7 separate regions of the Mus musculus genome follow, and regions 1, 2, 3, 4, 6 and 7 are each linked to region 5. A link is a contact called in public HiChIP or PLAC-seq and promoter capture Hi-C data. All regions are on one chromosome and are shown on one strand. The core of a region is the stretch at or near the end of the contact, and the rest is flanking DNA. Distances in the headings are between cores, read along the strand shown.

Region 1 (2,700 bases), core at 53-2,552, 780 kb after region 5:
AGAAGGATCACTAAGAACTCCACAGCCAGAGGGTGGAGAGAGCAGTTAATATAGCAATTTTCCAATTGGCTTATAAGATTGTGGATTTTAACCCCTTGGTGAAGAGCCGGTGATAACTATAGCTTGGGGGGGGGCCTCTGGGGGGTTACAGAGAGAACTGGGGGGTGGGGCACAGAGGGCTGAGGAGGAATGTCTTCAAGGGAAGGGAGTTCCTGAACCACACACTCCTTGATTAGGGTATGAAGACTGTTTTAGGGAAAGAGGCAGATGTGGAGAAAGAGTAACACCTCTCTACCTTGGGGCTAAGTGAACTCTTTGTTGGGCTGGGCTCCAGGGGACTAGGGAGACCTACCTGACCCCAACCTCACAGTCAGGAGATAGTACACAGAGGGGCGCTGAGTTTCCCCCAACAGTTTCTCTACCTAGGCCCAACTGCTGGAGATTAGTGGGCAGTACCCCGGGGTCTCCGCCCAGATTTCTGGAGACAAGGTATTTTTAGATTGCCTTCGAAGGAAGCAGCCTCATGAACTCCCATCTTGAATGGAAACTCACATCTGTCTCGTAGATGTGCAGAGGGCAGGTGCACCCCGATCATCTCTTGGGAAAATGAGCTTCCAGAGCTCTACATCCTAAGACTGAATGTGGAAGATAACAATAACTGGGATTTTTCTTGGGATTCTTGAGGTAACACGACACCTCCCTTCTGAACACACACACACTATGGAGTATAAAGTCCCACATAGGAAGAACAATGCCCCAAGCTTCTCTTGGTTTCCAGAAAAAAAGAACCCCCTTCTGAAACAAGGAGGTGTTCTGTTCTGTGGGTTCCGAGCTAGCGGGCGCCTCCACCCATCCGGATCTCAGATTCACTGTAGATTAGGGGGTGGTCCCGCCGTTGGCCGGATAAACGTACTAGGCCTGAGCTCCTCCGGACCCCCTTCCCACCGCGTCCGCCACCTTGACCCCCCAAGTAGAGCGCTGGCACCATGTACTCTGCAAGGGGTGCGTAGAGATAGCCTGGGGCCGCGCCCCGCACCCTGCTCTTAGTGTTGAGGGGTCTCCTCCCAACCACCTCCCCCTTTTGTCCAGCCTTCCCCAATCCAGCCCGATCCGCTTTCGGGGTCACTCACCCGATGCCCCTCGCCCCTGCCCGGCCTGGCTGCACTCGCGCTGGCCAGCCGGTGTCTCCCCGCCCCAGGCTTGCAGGAAACCCCACCGATCGCCAGACCCGCTGGCGGCCCCCTCGGCCCAGCGGCCCCGCCAGGCACTCCCGGGGAGCGAGAGGGGCCGGCCGAGGGCCGCTGCGGGAGCTGCTGGGACTTGTAGTTCGCTCGAGCCCTCCGCGGCCGGCGCCATCGCTGCCCCCGCGCCGCCCCACCCCACCCCCCCGCCCCCGGGCCAAGCCTTTGTCCCGACCAGGGCCACCCGAGCTGGCGCGCGTCCAGTCTTTGTTTGCGCCCTACCAACCCGCGCCACCCTAACCCTCCATGCACCCATGTGACTTTTCGGGCCCCTTCTCCGACCCCCGATCTTGACTCTCCATCTGTATCTCTGTCTCCATCTGTCCATCTTTCTTCCATTCTGTCCCCTCCTCTCCATCTCTTTCATTATCTTCTTTAAAAAATGGATTCAGTGCCTATGCATGCCGTGTTGCGCATGGGGAAATCAGTAGATAAGTTCCAGGAGTCCGTTCTCTCCTTATTCCATCCCAGGGATAGAACCAGGGTCTGCAGGCTTGGCCGTGCACTTTTACATGCTGAACTATCTCTCCAGTCCTCCTTTTTTCCCCATTCTCCTTCTCTACCGTAATTTATTTTTTCCTCTTTTAATTTCTTTGCCTCTGGCCCAGTCATTTTCTCTGCCTCTGCCTTTTGTCTCTGCCTACCTTTGTCTTGCCTTCTTTTTCATTTCTCTATCTTGTTTCAAACACCAGCTATCATGATACTCAAATTATATAAGCAAGAGGCCGGGGGAGGGTGTGCTTTGAGAAGGCCTGCAATTTAAATATGCACTTGTCTTTTCTTCATCTAGTATTATCTCAGAAAGTTTAGGGCTGTCAAAATGGCTCAGTGGGTGATGGTTTGTGGTAAGACAGGTGGTTAGAGAGGTGACCCAGTCGGTAAACTGCTTGTTGCAGAAGCTGAAGACCTGGCTTGAGATCTCTGTCACCTATGTGGAAGGACAGATTCAGTGGTGGGTATCTAGAATCCTAGCTTTGAGGTGGCTGAGGCAAGAAGACCCAAGGGCTCACTGGCCAGCCAGTCTAGCTGAATCAGTGAGCTCCCAGGGTCATTGTGAGACTGTGTCTCAAAAAGTAAGGTTGGAGGGACAACCAAGTGGCTTAGTGGGTAAAGGTGCTTGGTGAAAGGCCAAGGACCCGAGTCTGATTCCTTAGGACCAACATGGGTGGAAAGATCAAACTATTTTCTAACCTCCACATGGAAGATATACACACACCACTACATAAATAAATGCAATTTTAAAAAATTAAAATAAGGTGGGACCCATTGAGGAAGACACCTGAAGTCAATCTCTCTAGTCCACATATATGTGTAAGTACAAGTTCTCCCCCTCCCCTGTCTCTATCACACAAGTGCACACACACAGAGTTTTTGTTGATAGTAGAATCTTTCACTAATTTTAGGTAACCTTTTGCCCTCTGATCCTTCCATTTTCTCAGCTTCCTATTCAAATGACAGG
Region 2 (2,723 bases), core at 74-2,573, 810 kb after region 5:
AATACTGTTCTGGGGTCTGTGAATGTGGCTCAGTATAGAACATTAGCTTACCATGCAGAGAGCTCTGGGTTCCATCCCAGCACCACACAAACCAGACTTGGTGGCACACACCTGTCATGCCAGCACTTCTGAGGTTGAGGCAGGAGGACCAGGAGGAGTCCAAGGCCAGTCTTGGCTACAAATTAATTCAGTTGGAGCCCAGCTTGGACTACATAAGATCTTGTTTCAAAACAAATACTCAAAATACTTGTGTCTTCACTCCTCCAAACACAACAAAAAAACAAAACAAAACAAAGCAAAACAAAACAAAACACAGCTGGTTAAGGTGAATTCTCTGGGTGCCCTGCTCAGGTAGATATGGATCAAACACCTTTAGCGATCAACTTTTGTCCTTCCTGGAAGGAAGAGTGGAAGAGAACTTTGACTATTTTGTAGTTGTTTTTACACACACGCGCATGTGCACCACACCATAACTGTGGAGGTTAGAGGACAGCTAGCACCAGAGTGGGTTCTTACTTTCAACTATGCCAGTCCCAAGGATGGAACTCATGTCTTCAGGCTTGACCTACATGCGCCTCTACCAACTGTGCCATCCTGCTGGCCCAGAGCTCCCTATGTAGATCTGGCTAGCCTGGAACTCACGGAGAACCTCTGCCCCCTGAATGCTGGGATTAAAGGTACTTGTTCCCTGCCGAGCTCATTTTTCTTCTAAAGGTGCCTTTTAGCCAGGTAACTAATGATATCTAATATAACATATCTAATGATGTCTTGGAGCCTTGTGCCACATGCCTATCATCCAGCATTTGGGAGACTAAATAAGGAGTGTAAGGCCAGTTTGAGCACATGGTGAGTTCAAAGATAGCGTGAACTAAATGAAATCCTCAAAAAAAAAAAAAAAAAAAAAGAAAGAAATCTAATCACCCCTCAAAGAAAGTGAAAATCAAGATGCCTTGTGAGAGTACACCAGTCACAGATGCTCAGAACAGACAAACTGATAAAGCAGGTACATGAAGCCCACAAGTGAAGCTTTTGATTGTCCCCACTCCCCGCTCCCCCCCCCCCCCGCCCGTAGGCAATGAATTAATTTTTGAAACATTTTGCTTGCGGAGTTGCCTAAGCAGCGGTGGAGCGAATTTCAACAGGCTTAGAAGGTCATTCTGGGTGTCCGTGGGCAGGGAGGACAGACGTGGCAGTAATACATTTGCAAACTGGGTTCGGGCTAGCACGCCTACAAGGTAGCAGTACTCGGACAAAGGGCAGGCAGTTGCGCCTGCGCGGACCTTCGGACCTTTCCAAAGGAGTTTGACCCCGCCCTGGGTGACGTCACGACCGAGTTGCCATGGCTCTGCTGAACCGTCTGGCTTCCGCGCTGGAGTCCCACCGGGTCCGGGACCGCCTGGTGAGAGGAAGTCTGGGGCCTTGGCGGGACCGGAGTGACCTGGAGTTTGGTCAGGTCTCAGAGATGAGGAAAACAGGCCAGAGAGGGGGTCCTAAAGGGACCGGTGTCTTACATGACAGCAGGCTGTCGGCAGGCTGGTGTCTTACCTGAGAACTTCCTACCTCAGCCTCCCGAATTGCTGGGATTACAGGTGTGTGCCATCACACACAGCTTGAAACTAATCATTTCTGATAAGCAAGTGAAATAATAAAAGATCTGGGACTGTAGCCCACTGCATTCCTAGCATAGACGAAACCTTTAGGTCCTTCCTCAGCACCGCACAAACCAGATATATTGGCACAAGCCAGTGATCTCGGCACTTCTAATGGAAAGATCAGGAGTTCAAGGCCAGCCTGGGCTACAGGATACCCTGTCTCAAAACAAAAGAAACAAAGATACAAGGGCGGTGAGCCTGCTAAATTTCCGTGTTCTAAGTGTCTTACTGAATGGCCCCTCTCTAAAGTCTTCCAAGCAAATGGCTATTTTGCCACCTAGACTGCTTTTTCAGTCCTGCTAAAGGCAGAGCTAGGCGGAAGAGCCTTATGCCCCTGCCTGTGGGCAAAGGAGAGCCCAGGAGGTGGGAAATAGTTTTGTTTTCTGTCATTTCAACCATTGGTGAGCAAGCTAGCACTCTAATGGGACTCCCCATGGCAACTCTTCCCCCCCTCCCCTTCCCCTCTCCTCTCTTCCCCTCTTCTTTCTTTGTTGAAACAGGACCTTGTTATGAAGTTCTGGTTGCCTATAACTTACCTTGTAGTCCAGGCTGACCCTGAACTTTCTTGTCCTTATGCCTCAGCTCCCCAAATACTGGCTGGGATGACAGGTGTGCCTCACCACACCCGGCTATGTGGCACTTTTTGGATTTTGATGTCAAGCTCTCCTCTTAACTTCTGCCTTGCCTGGGATGTTGGCTCAATTGGTAGAGTGCTTGTGCATTGTGCACGATTTGGTCTCAGTCTCAAGTACACCAGATGCTTGTACACCTCTCATTCCAGAGTTTGGGAGGTGGAAACAGGAGGATCAGGAATTCTAATCATGACCACGGTGTCTGGTTAGCCTGGGCTACGGAGACCCCGTCTCAAATTAACAAATTAGAATAATGTTACATCTTTTAAAAAAGGAAGAGAGAACGAAAGAAGCTTTCAGTTTTAGCCAGATTAAGTGCCCCATGCTTGTTATTACAGCCTTGCGGATGCTGAGGCAGGGGCATGGCAGTGACTTGCTGGGCTATGCAGTGAGTGAGGTGAACGTGAGACCCAGCCTCAGCAACCAAAAGAAAGAAACA
Region 3 (2,700 bases), core at 138-2,637, 920 kb after region 5:
AACCAGGGTGACTCTCTTGGAGGGTCAGCCCTGTGGGAGCCACATTCAAAGCCTGTCTCCTACCTAACTCACCACCTCCGTTAGAGTGGTCAGCTCTAAATCCACTGATACATGGCTCCAGGGGTCGCCTTCCTACACCCGAGAGTGCACAAAGTCAACAGAAACTGAGGAAACTGTAGTCTTGGGTGTGCCTGGTACAAACCACAGCCTGCCTCCTCACCTCACTCCATTCCGGCAGTTGTTGTGGGAGGTTCCTCAAACTGGGCCACAAAGGGAGCCACCAGTGACTCCCCAGGGTTAAGGGCCTACAGCTGGAGGGCTATTGAGCAGAGGGTGGTCCCCATTTGGAAGACCTGGAAAGATCGGCTTTTCAGCAGATGTCAGCCTTAAAATTTTGCTTTGCAGACAGGATTCTCCAAGTCTGTGTCAGGCAAGGCTGAACAAAACCCCAGAGCCAATGCTTTGAAAGGTGAAGAGGTCAAGCTGCAGTGTGGTGGTATGCGTGCATACCTGTTACCCCAGAACTGGGGAGGCACAAGTAGGAATGCTGGGAGTTGGAGGCAAGCCTGGACTGCATGGTGAGACCCAGATTCAAAAGCAAAACAAAACAGAACAAGGCAAAACACGGACACCTGCTGAAAAGGCGCTTAGACTTCCTCCCTCATCCCTGGCCCCCTACTCCTCCGTCCCCACACAGGCTTTGCTTACAAAAGGTTCCTTCAGACTCCATCATAGGTCTCCTCTAGACCAGGTGGCCTCTGAACTCCCTATGTAGCTGAGGATAACCTAAACCTCTAATCCTCCTGCCTCCATCTCCCAAGTGATGCTTGACAGCGTACAACACCCAGCTTTGACTTATGCAGTGCTGGGGATGAAACCCAGGACTTTGCCCATGCTAAGCAAGCACCCTATCAATTGAGCTATCTCCCCAGCACCCTCCAGGGTCATTTTAGGATTCCTGATCTCTGCAGTGCAAACAGCTGCCCCACTCTCTTACTGTTGTGTCCCGGCTATAGGAGTCAATCTCCTGCCTCACAGACTCTCAGACGTGCAGATCCCGAAGTGCCCACCACTCTTCAAGATAGTCACTCACCCATGAGTTCCCGATTCTTGCTCAGGTAGGTAACTGGCTTTGTTAACAGCTCTTGCAGCTCCCATGTCACACAACCAGGGTTTCAAGGGACACATGAGCCAGGCTAACCACAGAGTGGCTCAACTCTGCCCAGTTTCCTCTTTCTAAGCCACCGGCTTTTTATGGTTGTCTTCATCAATATTGAGCAGCAGGCAGCAGGGGTCAGCAAGGAGAGGAGAAAACAAATGGAGGTGGGTTATGAGGATCTGGGAGTCCACCCTCAGCCTGTACCTGCCGTAGGCGTCACGGGGAAGTAAAGTAAAGAATGTAAAGCCTCCCACGAGGGGAGGGGAGGGGAGGCAGCAGCACTGAACCCCCACCCGGCAGCTTCCTGTGGCGCCAACTGCTGAAGAGGAACGGGGTGTGAGGGCCTCACCCTAACACTCGGGCACACAAACAGAGACACATGGGACATGCAAGTCACATGTCTCTAGACAGACACACGCTGGAACACACATGGGGACAGACACATATGTGGGTGTGTGGACCCATGGAAACATGTGGAGCTGAACGCTGGGTTTGTAAATGTCTACCAGCGATCATTCTGCTTGGTATCTGTCTGTTTTCCCGGTGTAAATACTGCCACTACCGCTAACTCCACTTCTTCAACTAACGCACTGTTACCAGAGCTGTTAAGGTTAGAGCTTGAGTCCTGGCAGTCTCCTAACAAACCAGATTCAGCGACTCATTCTAAGAAAGTCAGTCGAGGAAATGGCTCAAAGGGTCAAGTGCTTGCTGTGCAAGCAAGTGGAATTGATTTTAGTTCCCCACCCCCACCTGACTAAATAAAGTCAGGGTGTGGTAAGGCCACCTGTGAGAACTCCAGTACTGAGCTGGCAGATAGGAGAATCCCAGGGAAGGGCAGGCTACCCAGTCTGATCCAGTGTTCCAGGTTCAGTGAGAGACATTGTCTCAAAAATAAGTGCATGTGGTGGTGCACGCCTTCAATCCCACTGGGCAGGCAGAGACAGGCGCACCTCTGAATCTGAGGCCAGCCCAGTCTTCAGAGGAAGTCTAGGCAACCAGGGCAAACAACAGTGAGAAGTAGAAAAAATGTATCTATTCAGGGTTGCTGCACCTGTAAGAGGACCAAACGGCCCCCTGCTCCTCCCACCTCTCCCCTCCAAGTCCATCCTTAGAGACCTGGTATTAGATGTAGGTTTAAATAGAAGGCAAGAGGTATGCGCAGGGCTGGAGAGATGGCTCAGTGGTTAGGAGTGCTTGCTAGTCTTCTAGAGGACCTGAGTTCAGTTCCCAACACCTACACTGGGTGGCTCATAACTGCTTAATTTCTGCTATAGAAGGTCCTGTGCCCCTTCTGACCTCTATAGGCACCCAACACAATTGCATGCACACACACGCACATATCCACACACAGACAAACACACATACCCCAGACAGTTGCACACACAAGCACATATTCATATACAGACAAACGCACATACCCACAGCCACCTGCATATATACATTCATATATATACACACACAAACAAATACACATACAGGTACACGCACACATATGCACACATGTGCACACACACATACACACTTAATAATAGGAATGAATA
Region 4 (2,875 bases), core at 277-2,776, 650 kb after region 5:
TCAGCTTCATCCCTCGGGGAAAAGGTAATATGTGACACCATTTGTGCCCTCCCCTCTTTTTAAGATGGGGTCTCATATACTACAGGCTAGCCTTGAGCTCACCAGGCGGCAGAGAATAGCCAGAATTCTCAATCCTCTTGCATCCATCTCCTGAGTGCTGGAATGCTGGAATTACAGCTTCCTCTCCTGTCTCCCTCTCTCTATCCCCATGCAGCCCAGGCTAGCTTCAATCTGATACTCCTCCTACTCCTCCTTCCAAGTGTCCGTAGGTATACACCATCACAAACAACAAGAAACCTTTATGGAGACAAGGTCTCTAGCCCAGGCTAGTCTGGAATTCCTACTCAGTCTGCTGCTTCCACTTTCCTACCTATGGCTGAGGGTGAAATCTTTATTCCAAGCCCAACTAGGTAAGAGTGACTCAGCTCCTTGGGGAAAACAGGTTACTGACCTGACCCTCCTTCTCTCTTGGCCACAGCTCCCTCTGTGGAACAAAGTCACAGGTGAGAACACAAGGCAGGAGAATCCAGAGCCCCACATCCACAACAGGGTTGACTCATGAGAGGCAGACAATGGATCTCAATAGCAAGTTGGTGCTTCATACCCTCCCTTCCGCAGGAATTATCCATCAAGCACTTTGATACCCACCTTACGCTGGACAACATAGTCCTCAAACCACTCAGCCTGATTGGAGATCCAGAACATAACCACGGGGAAAGTGAGGTAGAGGGACATCTGTAAAAGCAGAGGTGGGTGGAGCACAGGGAGATTGCAGGGAAGCCCAAAGGACAGGTCCGGAGCTCAGCCTCAGGGGCTCCCCGGGAACCCCAGAAATCCTACCCGGAGAACAGAAACCTGGCACCTTAAAGCCTGGTTTTCATGATCAAGCAGATTTTACTCGTAGTAGTTCTGTCCACGACTCCCTTCCACCACCACCACACACAAACACACACACACACACACACACACACACACACACACACAGGCACACGTGCACGAAGGATGTAGAAGAGAGGGAAAGGAAGAGAGAGACTAACAGTCCAAGGGTTCCTACTACAAACACATATCCTTGAGATGTTATTAACTCCCAATCTGATACCCACCCGTAGCATCTCATATAGAGGGCCCTCTTTTTTTTTTTTTTTTTTTTCCAAATATATTCTCCTACTTCTAGAAATCCTATCTGAGACCCATCATGAGCTCTGGGCTCTCCTTCTGGAAACCCCACTCTGGATCTGAAGCCTCCCTTCCTTGAACCACCCTCTTCAGCTCTCCCATCTCTGAGACGCTTCCCTCCATTCTAAGCCCCCACATCTAGTGCTCCTTCTGCTGGGGTGCCAGTACAAGTCTCAGACACTTTCTCTGTGGAACGCCTCCCTGCCTTGCGCTTCTCTCACTTCCAAGATCTATTTTCATTTTCTGAAAGACCCCGGGTCCAGACGTCCAACGCCTAGAACTCACTGACCCGAAACACCTCCAGCTTCACCCCCATCTCGCTCTTCGGTTTTACGAAGCCACTTCCGCCCAAAGTCGACTGTCCAGTAATGCAAAACCTCATTGGTGCTGCCCAAGGGCCAATACGGAAGCGGAGTGGTCAGGAACCCGGGTCTGTGACGTCATCTTCCGGCGCCCCTTTGCTTCCGGTCACTTCCTTAACCACTCAAAATTTAACAGAGCAAGCGGTGCTGTCAAAGTGCGGTGCAGCCAATAGAAAACGGGTCTGTCTCGAAGAGGGCGGGCCTTCTGTGCGTGACGCCACTAGAGCGCGACTCTCGTCTGTACCTGGAGAGCCAGGAAGATGGTGGTGATGGCGCGAGTTCCGCGTTCCGAGCGGCCGGACCTTGTTTTTGTAAGTCTGCAGCGAGGTGGAGGGTGATTCGCTAGGGAAGATCCAAAGCTGGATACCTTACAGGATCGGAGTCTGGCTCTCGGGGGGGGAGGGCGGGGGGGGACTAGACCCCAGTCCATGGGGCGACATGTCAAAACACTGATCAGACCGGGAATAAAGAACCGTACGTACCCTCATGGCTCGAGTGAGGAGCTGCTGTTGAGGTTAAGAGGCCAGGAGGGGAATGAGAGTGAATCGACGTGGATTTTGATAGGCATAGTGACCGGCTAGTGTTCTGGATTCTGGATAACGGCTTGATGCACTCATGGAGATCACCGGTATCTGCCACCTGAGAAGAGGCTGGGGAAAATAATAAGTTAAAAACTTTAAAACTTTGGGTTGGGTGTGGTGGTGAATGCCCTTGATCCCAGAACTTGGGAGACAGAGGCAGGTGGATCTCTGTGAGTTTGCGGCCAGTGTGGTCTATATAGTGAATTCCAGGACAGCTAGAACAAATAGTGAGACCCCTGTCTCAAGAGCAACAAAACAAAACTTTAAAATGTTATTATACAGGCCAGGTATGAAGATAGGTGCGGTGGTGATAGTGTAAGCGTGAAGGATCAAAAGCCTGATGTCCGGGAGGAAGTGTGTGGTGCCTGGATACAACCAGCTGTCCATGACAGCGGCCAGGCCTCTGGCCCTAGTGCTGTGAGACGCTAGGGATTATGGGAAGGGCATAAGAGAAAATAATGGATGGTGAAGATATCCAAAACTCCTTGTATATATGTATGAAATTGTCAAAGACTTCTTAAGAGTGTGAGGATTGGGGCCAGGGAGTGAGATTTACTGAACAAAGCTGATATCTGGGCAGAGTCTCCTTAACAACTAAGAGATCTGTGTGGGCAGTTGAGTGCTGAGAGCCAGAGGTCTAAACTAACACTCTATCTAGCACAGTAGTTTGAAACCTTCCTAATGTGTGATCCTTCAATACAGTTCCTCATGTTGTGTAACTGCCAACAATAAAATCGTTTTCATTGCTACTTCATA
Region 5 (2,753 bases), core at 206-2,705:
ATGGTGGCTCACAACCATCTGTAATGAGATCCAGTGCCCCCTTCTGGTGTGTCTGAAGATAGCAACAGTGTGCCCACATTACATGAAGTAAATTAATAAATCTTTATTTCAGGGGGAGGAGGAGGAGAGAAGAGGAAGAAGTGGTTTGAAAATCTTGCTCTGAGAGCAACTGGCAGGTCAAGGCACTGTCAGTCATTGTCAACTGTATCTAGAGTTAATCAGCCTTGTTTAGTTTCCAGTTAAATATATATTTTGTAGTTCACCCACCTACATGCCTATCTCTAACACTAACATTGTCCTGTCTCAGAGTGGAGCTGTGACTCATTTGGTAGGGTGCTTGTTTAGCATGCACAGGTTCTATGTTCCATCCCCTGCAGTGTACATAAACCTTCTGTTGTGGTGCACAACTGTGATCAGTAACATTTGGGAGGTGGAGGCAGGAGGATCAGAAGTTCAAGGTCTTCTTCAACTACATAACAAATTGGAGGCCAGCCTGGAGAGTACACACACACACACACACACACACACACACACACACACACACACACTGAGCCATAGGAGTTTTGTTTCTTTGTTTTGGGGCAATCTGTGCACCAGTTTGAATACTTCAAAGGTTTTGCCCTTTTGTAGTCTTTTTATAAATTTTTTATTTTATGTGTATGAGTCTTTTGCTTGCTGGACTACATGAGACCCTCAAAAAAAAAAAAAAATCCGTCAAACAAAACAACAAAAACCCACCATTGAGATGTGAGCTATCCCAATTCTGTACTGAATGCTCCCCAATAGGCCTTTTTGTAGTCATCTTAATTTGTTTGTTTTTGTTTTTCGAGACAGGGTTTCTCTGTGTAGCCCTGGCTGTACTGGAACTCACTTTGTAGACCAGGCTGGCCTCGAACTCAGAAATCCGCCTGCCTCTGTCTCCCAAGTCCTGGGATTAAAGGCGTGCGCCACCACACCTAGCATCATCTTAATTTTATGTGTATAGGTAGGAGTTTTGCAGCATGTATGTCTATCCTCCATGACTGGTACCCTTGGAAGTCAAAAGAGGGTTTCGGATCCCCTGAATCTGGAGTTATAGGCAGTTGTGAGCTACCATGTGCGTGCCGAGAACGGAATCCGAATTCTCTGCCAGAGCAGCCAGTGGACTTAACTGCAGAGCCATCTCTCCAGTCCTCTGTCCTTTTGTAGTTCCCACCTTACCACGGATGGTCTCACAAAAATGCTTTCCTCCCTGAGCCTCAACAAGAGGCTTACCTGTCCTAAACTCTGCCCCCTCCCAGGCTGGATCGCAGAATCCTTGATGTCTTGAAGCATAAGAGACTTGGCTCCCAGAAGACCAATCGGGTTTCTTTCTCCTCTACCTCCCTCCTCCTCCTCCCCCCGGGTTTTCCCAGGCTGGTGCTGTTCTAGGCCGGCGCAGCCGATGACGCGATCGATGAGCGACGCAGGAAGGTCACACGGGCTCTTCCAACATGGCGGCGGCAGCTCTGCGGGGTGGCTGGTGCCGCTGTCCGCGGGTGAGCAGACGTGCGGGGCTGGTAGGGCAGAAATAAGGGGTCTGGACGCTCGGCTTTTAAGATCTCCTTCTCTTCAGTCCCGGATCGCTCTCGTTTTTTCTTATGGGTTCCACGGTTGGGTTAGGGTTCGGTCATTGGGTCAGCCGAGGCTTGGGAAAGTAGCAGGAAGGCCCTGGGGCGGGAACTGATCCCCCACCCCCTCTTCCCCGAATTCAGCGGCAATGCTCGAAGCTACCCTGGAACTGGTCACCTCTCACCTGTCGGTCTGTTCCCTCGTGCACGAGGGAGTCCCTGGTGTCTGGGGAGATGATACCCCATTGAGAAAACAGCTTGATGAAAGTTTGGTTTTTTCTCTCGCTCTTTAAAGTGACATTCACTGTTCCCGTTTGAATGTCAAGTCCTCAGCGGAGAGTGTTTCCTAAATTCCACTTCTAATGATCAGCGTGAAAGTGCAGGAAGTAGTTCTTGCTCTGGATAAGAACTAGAACTCTTGACTTAGGTCAATGTCCTGTTAATACACACTCAGAATATAAATATAGTTCTTTATATTGCTATTGTTTAACCCAGTCTCATTAGGTTAAGGAACGCGAAACTTAGATTAAGCAATCTGCTCACAGACGCGGAGCTAGTAGGTTGCTGATCTGGTCCAAAGCCCAGCTCAGTATGATTCTATCGCCAATTATTAGGAGGAAGGGAAATGTAAAACAAGTTATCCCAAGAGCAAACTTCAGTAACTATAGCCATACTGGTATGCATTTGGACCTTGAGAGCTTGTTTGGAGGTTCTACCTGGGAAGAGCAGGTATATGCTTGACCAAAGAAAGATCATCCTCTTTGACTAAATGTGCAACTTTGAGAAGAACACACGTGGAGCTGGAAGGAAGGAAGGAAGGAAGGAAGGGGGAAAATGACACCAAGTAGCTAGATCATTCAAGTCAACCCTGGCAGTCAGTGCAGTGATAAATGATACAGCCTGATCCTCTTCACTTCTCAACCTATGTGAGTTTGGGATGTTAACCAGTGATTACATAGCTAGGAAAAAGTGGAGAAGAAAAGTTTGTAAAATGAAAAGTGCTTCTGTTAGGTCATTGTGTTTCAGTGGACCTGTGCTGGACTCAACTGCACACAACTACGAGTTCATCATTTGGTAGGATCAAAAAGGGTCTTTCTCATGAGGTTACTGGATTCTCTGCCCAGAGGGGCTCTGTATTTAGAACCTTTGACCAGGGCATGACAG
Region 6 (2,700 bases), core at 200-2,699, 760 kb after region 5:
GGGAAACGTAGTTTCACCTGCACATGCCTGGTTCTCGGAGAGAGAATCGCGTGGTGCACGGCAAGACCGCCGGGAGTTGTAGTCCGGTACAAAAATTCCCCAACTCTTACCATTCCGGTTTGCAGTGGGGCCTCCATCGATTGTTTCGGACTAGGTAGCAGGTCTTGTAGCCTGCAGTCCTGGAAATCGAGGAGCAAAAGGGACCAGAACAAGATGTCAATCAAGCCTACCCAGCAGCGCCTACAGGCTCCTTACCCCTAGCTCGTCTCACAAGCCACGCCCCCTAGATACCTTTGGCTGGAGTGACTCCTCCATTCGCCGGGGTTGGGGTGAGAGCGTCTAGAGGGGTACTGCTAGACAGAAGGATAGGGGCAAGTTGATTTCCCCGCCCAGATCAAGGGATGAGACCAGCCCCCAGCTCTTTGTCCTACTTCACTTATGCATAAGGCGGACCAGACTCCGTAACGTTTTCATCTGCACCCTGTGGCCAAAAGGGTAGCCGTCCTGGCACCCACAGTCAGCAGCTCGCTGGCAGGTGCCCTTAAGCCATGATCTCTTCTGGCAGTGGTTCCTTCCTTAGCCTGGCCTTCCGTATGTCTGACTACTCTTGATTAACCAACCCTTAGGCGAGACCCCTTCCTACACCCTGTAAAGACGCGATGTCTCACTCCAGAAGAAACCAGGACCTGTAAGCCAGGAGGCTGAGGGACAATTGGACTTTGGGCTCCTGACCCAAGCCTGGGCCCATCAAGGAAGCTGGGGCGTGCACTGGAAGCACTGCTGTGCAATCTATTGAAAAGGGGGCTCTAGGGCCATCGGAGTAAGATGAGCTCCCAAAGTGTTATAGGCTCGGGCTTGGAGATTTAACTGTCACGTAAAAGGAAAGTTACCGGGTCTCGCGGTGCGGAGCATCCCTGGGATTAGTGAAATGATGCAGGATGTGTAACCAGGGACGCCGGAATTGGGGGAGGGTAGGAGGAACGACGCACTGGAAAGTTACTGAGATCCGGAGATACACATAACTACTTAGGAGTCTAGGAGCTTCCAGGAAGATACCGGGGAAGGTAGGAACGCTACCGGGACTCTCCTGGGACGCTGGAGATCTTTCTGATGCCTTTAGACTATTATTAATGGGAATTTAGAAGGATCGCAGGGCCCTGAGATGTTACCTGGAAAATTGTTAGATTGACTACTTCCATTCCGTACTCCAGGTCGCATCTGACTACCGATGCGGAAACACCGGGACAAGGAACTTAGGAATGGGGGTGGGGTGGTATTGGAGCATCAAAAAGTCGGGACCTACCCGGAATCAGGACAAATCGATCCGGGGCAAAGCTGAAGCTCTCTAACAGTCCTCGAAGGGACACCTTTGCTCGGTCGATGGAAACTCGTACCATTCAGGAGCTGCAACCAGGTCCACCCAGCTTCGGCCAACACCCCTAGTTTTCTGCCCGCTGCCTCAGACGCGGCACCTTTAAATTATTCCGCTGCAGGACACGCCCCATCCCCGCCTCCCGCCATGCTTGGAAGGTCGCACTGCGCCAGCCATGCCTAGTGTGGCGGCCTCTTAAAGGAGCTGACGATTTATGAAAGGGCTGCCTCACCTGTTACAAATTAGACCACCGCATTTACATTCCCTTTTATTTAACAGCCGCCCTACATGCCCTCCCTTTCCCCTGTGTCCGATTCGATCAGCCCAAGCCCTCACAAGGCCTGTCAGACGCAGATCTTTTAAAGCAAATTCTAAAAATAAATAAGCTGGGGTCCCAGCAGTACATGGGGATAAAGTCTAGTGGCAATCATCTTGGATCAGTTCACCAGCAGCGAATGGTCCTCCGGGGAGTCCCTGGAAGAGAGAAATGGAAAAAAGAGGCACCCAGTCTCTCTGGCACACACTTCTTCCCCCAGCCTCTAATCAATCCACAACCCAGATCTGGGGCTCCAACCTTCCACAGCAGCAGAAAAGGCTACAAGCTGAGCCACTGCCACGACGGAACTTGCCAGATGTGGGGCTATCCTGGCACTGCTCGATGTAGGCCTGGAGCTCACTCTTCTCTGTGCCAGTACCTCCTGGGTGCTGGAAAGAGACGATTCCCCGAACTCAGCATGAAAGATGGTCCTGACCTCTAGTGCTCTTTAGGTCCGGCCAACTGGACATCCTGCTGTTGCTCTGATGTGACCACTCTGGGTCTCATTTCTGGACCTTTGCTTTGTGGCTTGCTTCACTGTAGAAATCTTCCCTATCCCCGGATGTGGCCGCAGGTCTCAGGCTCATTGGTTCAGTGCCTTCTGCTGCGGGCCAGAAGCCTAGACTGGTATTTAGTAACCCAGCATCTCAGCTGGAACAGTGTAAAAGAGTTAGTGGGCATAAGGCCTGAACTCCTGCATCCACGGGTCCTGCGTGATATCCAAGTGTTGCAGCGAGACTCAGTGTGGCTGCTTAGGGCCTGGGTGACAGTAATGTACCTGTGGTAGAGCTTCTATCCATGTGGGAAAGAGTGCACACATCCACTGCCAGTGCCTCAGAATGAGGCAGAGTCCCCGAACATTCTCCCTGTGACTTCCTGGCACCACTGCTATTTCTCCAGGTCCTTTCTGCCTCCCAGTCTTTGGATGTTCCTTTCTACAAGTATGCTCTTCCTCGGGCTCCCATCTCCTCAATCTAGAATTCTCAAGAGATGAAGGGAATGTCCCAAGCAG
Region 7 (2,807 bases), core at 30-2,529, 690 kb after region 5:
GGGGTGGCTTCAATAAGAGAAGGCCTGGCCGCCCGAGCTGCCACCCTAGAACAGCTGGTGAATGAGCCATTTATGCCTACCTGAATCCTCAGGAAAATGTGGCAATAAGTCACAACTGCCAGCCTTTACGGGGCCATCGAGACGAAAGAGTGGTCCCAGACACACCACACACACACACACACACACACACACACACACACACACACACGCTGGCCACCGGCAAGGCAGGGTTTGTGTCCCAGTCACTGAGCTGTAGCTCTGATCTCTTAAAACGCTCCTTGCGGGGTCCAAGCCACCGCGTACACGTTGTGAGGGTAGATAGGGAAGGTGGGGGTAGGAGGAACCATCACAGGCTTCTGATGTGTGTGAAAGGGGAGTTGGCCATGCAGTTAGGCCCTGGGGTCTGAGGAGTGGGGTGGGAGGCGGGAAGCAGAGGACTACCAGGAGACCCTTCCCCCACCACACACAAAATTGGTCTGCAGACCCCACCCCTGCTCACCTGGGGGCTCTGATCCCGGGGTCCCAAGGCGCACAGCCTCTTGGCGGGCCCCACCCCCGACTGCGTTCCAGCGACCCGGGCGGGCAAAGTCCAAGGGCCCCGTCCGAGCAGGAAGCTTGGAGGCCCAGCTTAGCAAAGACCAAAAGCTCGGGGACCCTAGGCAGCCCCGAAGCTATTGTTCCCACGGCCCCGGCTTGGCGCCCCGCCCCCCGCACCTGCCGCGCCCCAGCCTGGCTCCCCCGGTCCCCTCCCCAAAGGCCCTCGGGTTACCTGCTCCCCCGAATGCGGCCCGCAGCACCCACGCCAGACTCGCCGCCGCCTTGGCTCGAGAGAAATCGTACTGGTCCAAAGACTTGATCTCGGGGACCAGGAAAGTCCTCCGCAGTGGCCCGGACCCTGCGGGCGCCGCTTCCACCATGGCGACGCCGGGGTTACGGCCGCCCGGGTCCGCGCGCTCTGATGGGCTGGGCTGCGTGCGCTGCGCTGCGCTGCGCTGCTGCCGAGCCTCCGCCACCCCGAATCGGGTTGCCGCCGCGGCTGCTGCTGTTACTAATAAAGCTGCTGAGGCGCCGCTGAACCAGGTGCGGTCGAGCGCGCTGGCGACGCGGCGTCGACCCCGCCCCAAGGCGGAACCCAGGTGCGCCCCGCCCCCAGATTGGACTCAGTTCTCTCTGGCTCCTGGGTCCACATGGGTCCCCACTGACATTAAAGCTTCCATAGGTCCTCCTGCTGCAAAGGGCGGCAGTGATGGCGGATGAGGGAAGGGCTGCAGAAGAACGCATGTCCCTGTATGCGTTCTCGTGTGTGTGTGTGTGTGTGTGTGTGTGTGTGTGTGTGTGTGTGCGCGCGCGCGCGTGTGTTCCTGCTCACTCCCGGACCCTGGAGAGGCTTAGGGACCCTTTGTCATGGATGTCCATGTAGGCTTTTGATCCCACACATATGCAGGTGGAGTTCACATATGCATATGGAGTTTGTGGCTATTACTATACAGTAAGTTCTAGGCCAACCAGGGCTACACAGCAAGACTCTGTCCTAGTTTAAAAAGAAAATGAATGTGTTTGTATCCACTTGCTTGAGAGTACCTGTGAACATCTCTGTCTATAGGTATCTAGATTTGTGATGTCATCTGTTTGTGAAGGTGACTGTTTCAAACCTGTTGTGGTACAATGGTTTGTATTAAGTGGCTAGGGTTGTGCCCTAGTTGACAGAGTCCTTATCTGGTATGTACAAAACCTTCTCCTCCATCCCAAGCACCAAATAAGCTAGGGATGGTGGTAGGTACATGCCTAGAATCATGGCACTTGGGAAGTGGGAAGAAGAGAATTTTTGTAAGTTCAAGGTGATCCTGGGATACATGAGATAAATAAGTAAAATCAAAGAATTGTGTTGTACAACCTTCTGTGTTCTAAGATTGGAAATGAAGGAAGAGAAAGAGCGGGGGGAGAAAGAATGATGTGAGTCTAAACACATCTATCATATAAGGGTGTAATTGTTGACTCTGTCAGGGCAGGAAGATGGCAGAGATACCAAGTGGGTGTATTTAGGCAGGAGAAAAGCTGTGTATGTGAGATTAGCTCTGTAGGGTTACTAGGTGGATTGCAAATGTCCTGATGTGTACCTTTGATATCTGCAGTATTTGTTGAAGAAAGCCTCTGACTAGATGTAGGTAAGGGTCTGAGAGGATCTGTGTGTTTGCGGGTGTGGTTGTGTGCATGGGGCTTTCTGTGTGTGACTAATGATGTGTAGGTGCATACTTTTTTTTTTTTTTTTTGGTATAAACAGTCTTTTGTGTGTGTGTGTGTTTTCAGGTTCAGCATTCCCAGCTCCATAATACAAATCTATTTATCTACAGAACTGGGTTGGAACACTCACTGTTTGGGGGCCTGTGTTACAGGTGGCTTGAGTGAGGTGAGGCAGAACCTAAGGGACTCCCCTCTGTTGACTAGATGGATCTTAGAAAAAGGCTGGCAGCTATGATTTTATTTTTTTTATTATTTATTTATTTATTTTGGTTTTTCCAGACAGGGTTTCCCTGTGTAACCCTGACTGTCCTGGAATTGACTCTGTAGATCAGGCTGGCCTCAAACTCAGAAATCTACTTGCCTCTGCCTCCCAAATGCTGGGATTAAAGGCATGTGGCACCACTGCCCGGCCCTTGGCAGCTACAAAAACTGCCACATTTTCCTGAGGATTCAGGTGGATATAAATGGTTCACTCACTAGCTGTCCTGGGGTGGCAATCTGGGAGGGCAGGCCTTCTCTTATTGAAGCCACCCCTTTTCTCCTCCCTTCCGCATGCCCACAGGCCT

The links. HiChIP or PLAC-seq counts read pairs in DNA pulled down with a chosen protein or histone mark. Capture Hi-C pulls out chosen DNA fragments and counts their contacts.
Region 1: a contact with region 5 is called in an H3K4me3 HiChIP or PLAC-seq map of bone marrow-derived macrophages, with 5 times the contacts expected there. The contact joins the promoter of Zfp358 here to the promoter of Timm44 in region 5. A contact is called at or near these places in 7 of 39 promoter capture datasets (erythroid cells, hematopoietic stem and progenitor cells, hippocampal neurons and 3 more), 9 of 115 datasets of contacts at active chromatin or transcription factors (astrocytes, bone marrow-derived macrophages, embryonic stem cells and 4 more) and 2 of 9 other capture datasets (liver and macrophages).
Region 2: an H3K4me3 HiChIP or PLAC-seq map of the SCID.adh cell line shows a contact between it and region 5, with 10 times the contacts expected there. The contact joins the promoter of Pex11g here to the promoter of Timm44 in region 5. A contact is called at or near these places in 1 of 39 promoter capture datasets (stem cell-derived epiblast-like cells), 4 of 115 datasets of contacts at active chromatin or transcription factors (the SCID.adh cell line, bone marrow-derived macrophages, memory CD8 T cells and 1 more) and 2 of 9 other capture datasets (liver and macrophages).
Region 3: a promoter capture Hi-C map of liver shows a contact between it and region 5, with 2.6 times the contacts expected there. The contact joins the promoter of Arhgef18 here to the promoter of Timm44 in region 5. A contact is called at or near these places in 1 of 484 Hi-C or Micro-C datasets (embryonic stem cells), 1 of 115 datasets of contacts at active chromatin or transcription factors (microglia) and 1 of 9 other capture datasets (liver).
Region 4: an H3K27ac HiChIP or PLAC-seq map of embryonic stem cells shows a contact between it and region 5, with 6 times the contacts expected there. The contact joins the promoter of Pet100 here to the promoter of Timm44 in region 5. A contact is called at or near these places in 8 of 39 promoter capture datasets (3T3-L1-derived adipocytes, the C10 cell line, embryonic stem cells and 3 more), 1 of 484 Hi-C or Micro-C datasets (uterus), 17 of 115 datasets of contacts at active chromatin or transcription factors (CD8 T cells, astrocytes, bone marrow-derived macrophages and 8 more) and 2 of 9 other capture datasets (liver and macrophages).
Region 6: an H3K4me3 HiChIP or PLAC-seq map of stem cell-derived neural progenitor cells shows a contact between it and region 5, with 5 times the contacts expected there. The contact joins the promoter of Pnpla6 here to the promoter of Timm44 in region 5. A contact is called at or near these places in 11 of 39 promoter capture datasets (the 3T3-L1 cell line, the C10 cell line, cranial neural crest and 7 more), 1 of 484 Hi-C or Micro-C datasets (CD8 T cells), 10 of 115 datasets of contacts at active chromatin or transcription factors (astrocytes, bone marrow-derived macrophages, embryonic stem cells and 3 more) and 4 of 9 other capture datasets (adipose tissue, embryonic stem cells, liver and 1 more).
Region 7: an H3K4me3 HiChIP or PLAC-seq map of embryonic stem cells shows a contact between it and region 5, with 7 read pairs. The contact joins the promoter of Camsap3 here to the promoter of Timm44 in region 5. A contact is called at or near these places in 1 of 39 promoter capture datasets (embryonic stem cells), 1 of 115 datasets of contacts at active chromatin or transcription factors (embryonic stem cells) and 1 of 9 other capture datasets (adipose tissue).

What each region holds. Positions count from the first base shown.
Region 1 is chr8:3,491,740-3,494,439 of GRCm38.p6, reverse strand. Zfp358 (zinc finger protein 358) reads right to left here and starts at 1,302. Exons shown (of 2, transcript NM_080461.2): 1 at 1,131-1,302.
Region 2 is chr8:3,466,248-3,468,970 of GRCm38.p6, reverse strand. It overlaps Pex11g (peroxisomal biogenesis factor 11 gamma), which reads left to right and starts at 1,323. Exons shown (of 5, transcript NM_026951.3): 1 at 1,323-1,399. The coding sequence starts at 1,340. It also overlaps a transcript of Tex45 not described here.
Region 3 is chr8:3,352,124-3,354,823 of GRCm38.p6, reverse strand. Arhgef18 (rho/rac guanine nucleotide exchange factor (GEF) 18) reads right to left here and starts at 1,387. Exons shown (of 29, transcript NM_001370668.1): 1 at 1,094-1,387. The coding sequence starts at 1,097. It overlaps Gm30369 (a long non-coding RNA gene), which reads left to right. Exons shown (of 5, transcript XR_870091.2): 3 at 1,017-1,118.
Region 4 is chr8:3,620,202-3,623,076 of GRCm38.p6, reverse strand. It overlaps Pet100 (PET100 homolog), which reads right to left and starts at 1,526. Exons shown (of 4, transcript NM_001195244.1): 1 at 1,466-1,526; 2 at 649-735; 3 at 452-484. The coding sequence starts at 1,492. It overlaps Xab2 (XPA binding protein 2), which reads left to right and starts at 1,781. Exons shown (of 19, transcript NM_026156.2): 1 at 1,781-1,849. The coding sequence starts at 1,799.
Region 5 is chr8:4,274,607-4,277,359 of GRCm38.p6, reverse strand. Timm44 (translocase of inner mitochondrial membrane 44) reads left to right here and starts at 1,455. Exons shown (of 13, transcript NM_011592.2): 1 at 1,455-1,517. The coding sequence starts at 1,473.
Region 6 is chr8:3,514,160-3,516,859 of GRCm38.p6, reverse strand. It overlaps Pnpla6 (patatin-like phospholipase domain containing 6), which reads right to left and starts at 1,449. Exons shown (of 35, transcript NM_001122818.3): 1 at 1,304-1,449; 2 at 292-350; 3 at 111-179. The coding sequence starts at 315. Mcoln1 (mucolipin 1) reads right to left here. Exons shown (of 14, transcript NM_053177.1): 13 at 1,947-2,077; 14 at 1,628-1,846. The coding sequence ends at 1,810.
Region 7 is chr8:3,585,922-3,588,728 of GRCm38.p6, reverse strand. It overlaps Camsap3 (calmodulin regulated spectrin-associated protein family, member 3), which reads right to left and starts at 1,279. Exons shown (of 17, transcript NM_027171.3): 1 at 770-1,279. The coding sequence starts at 917.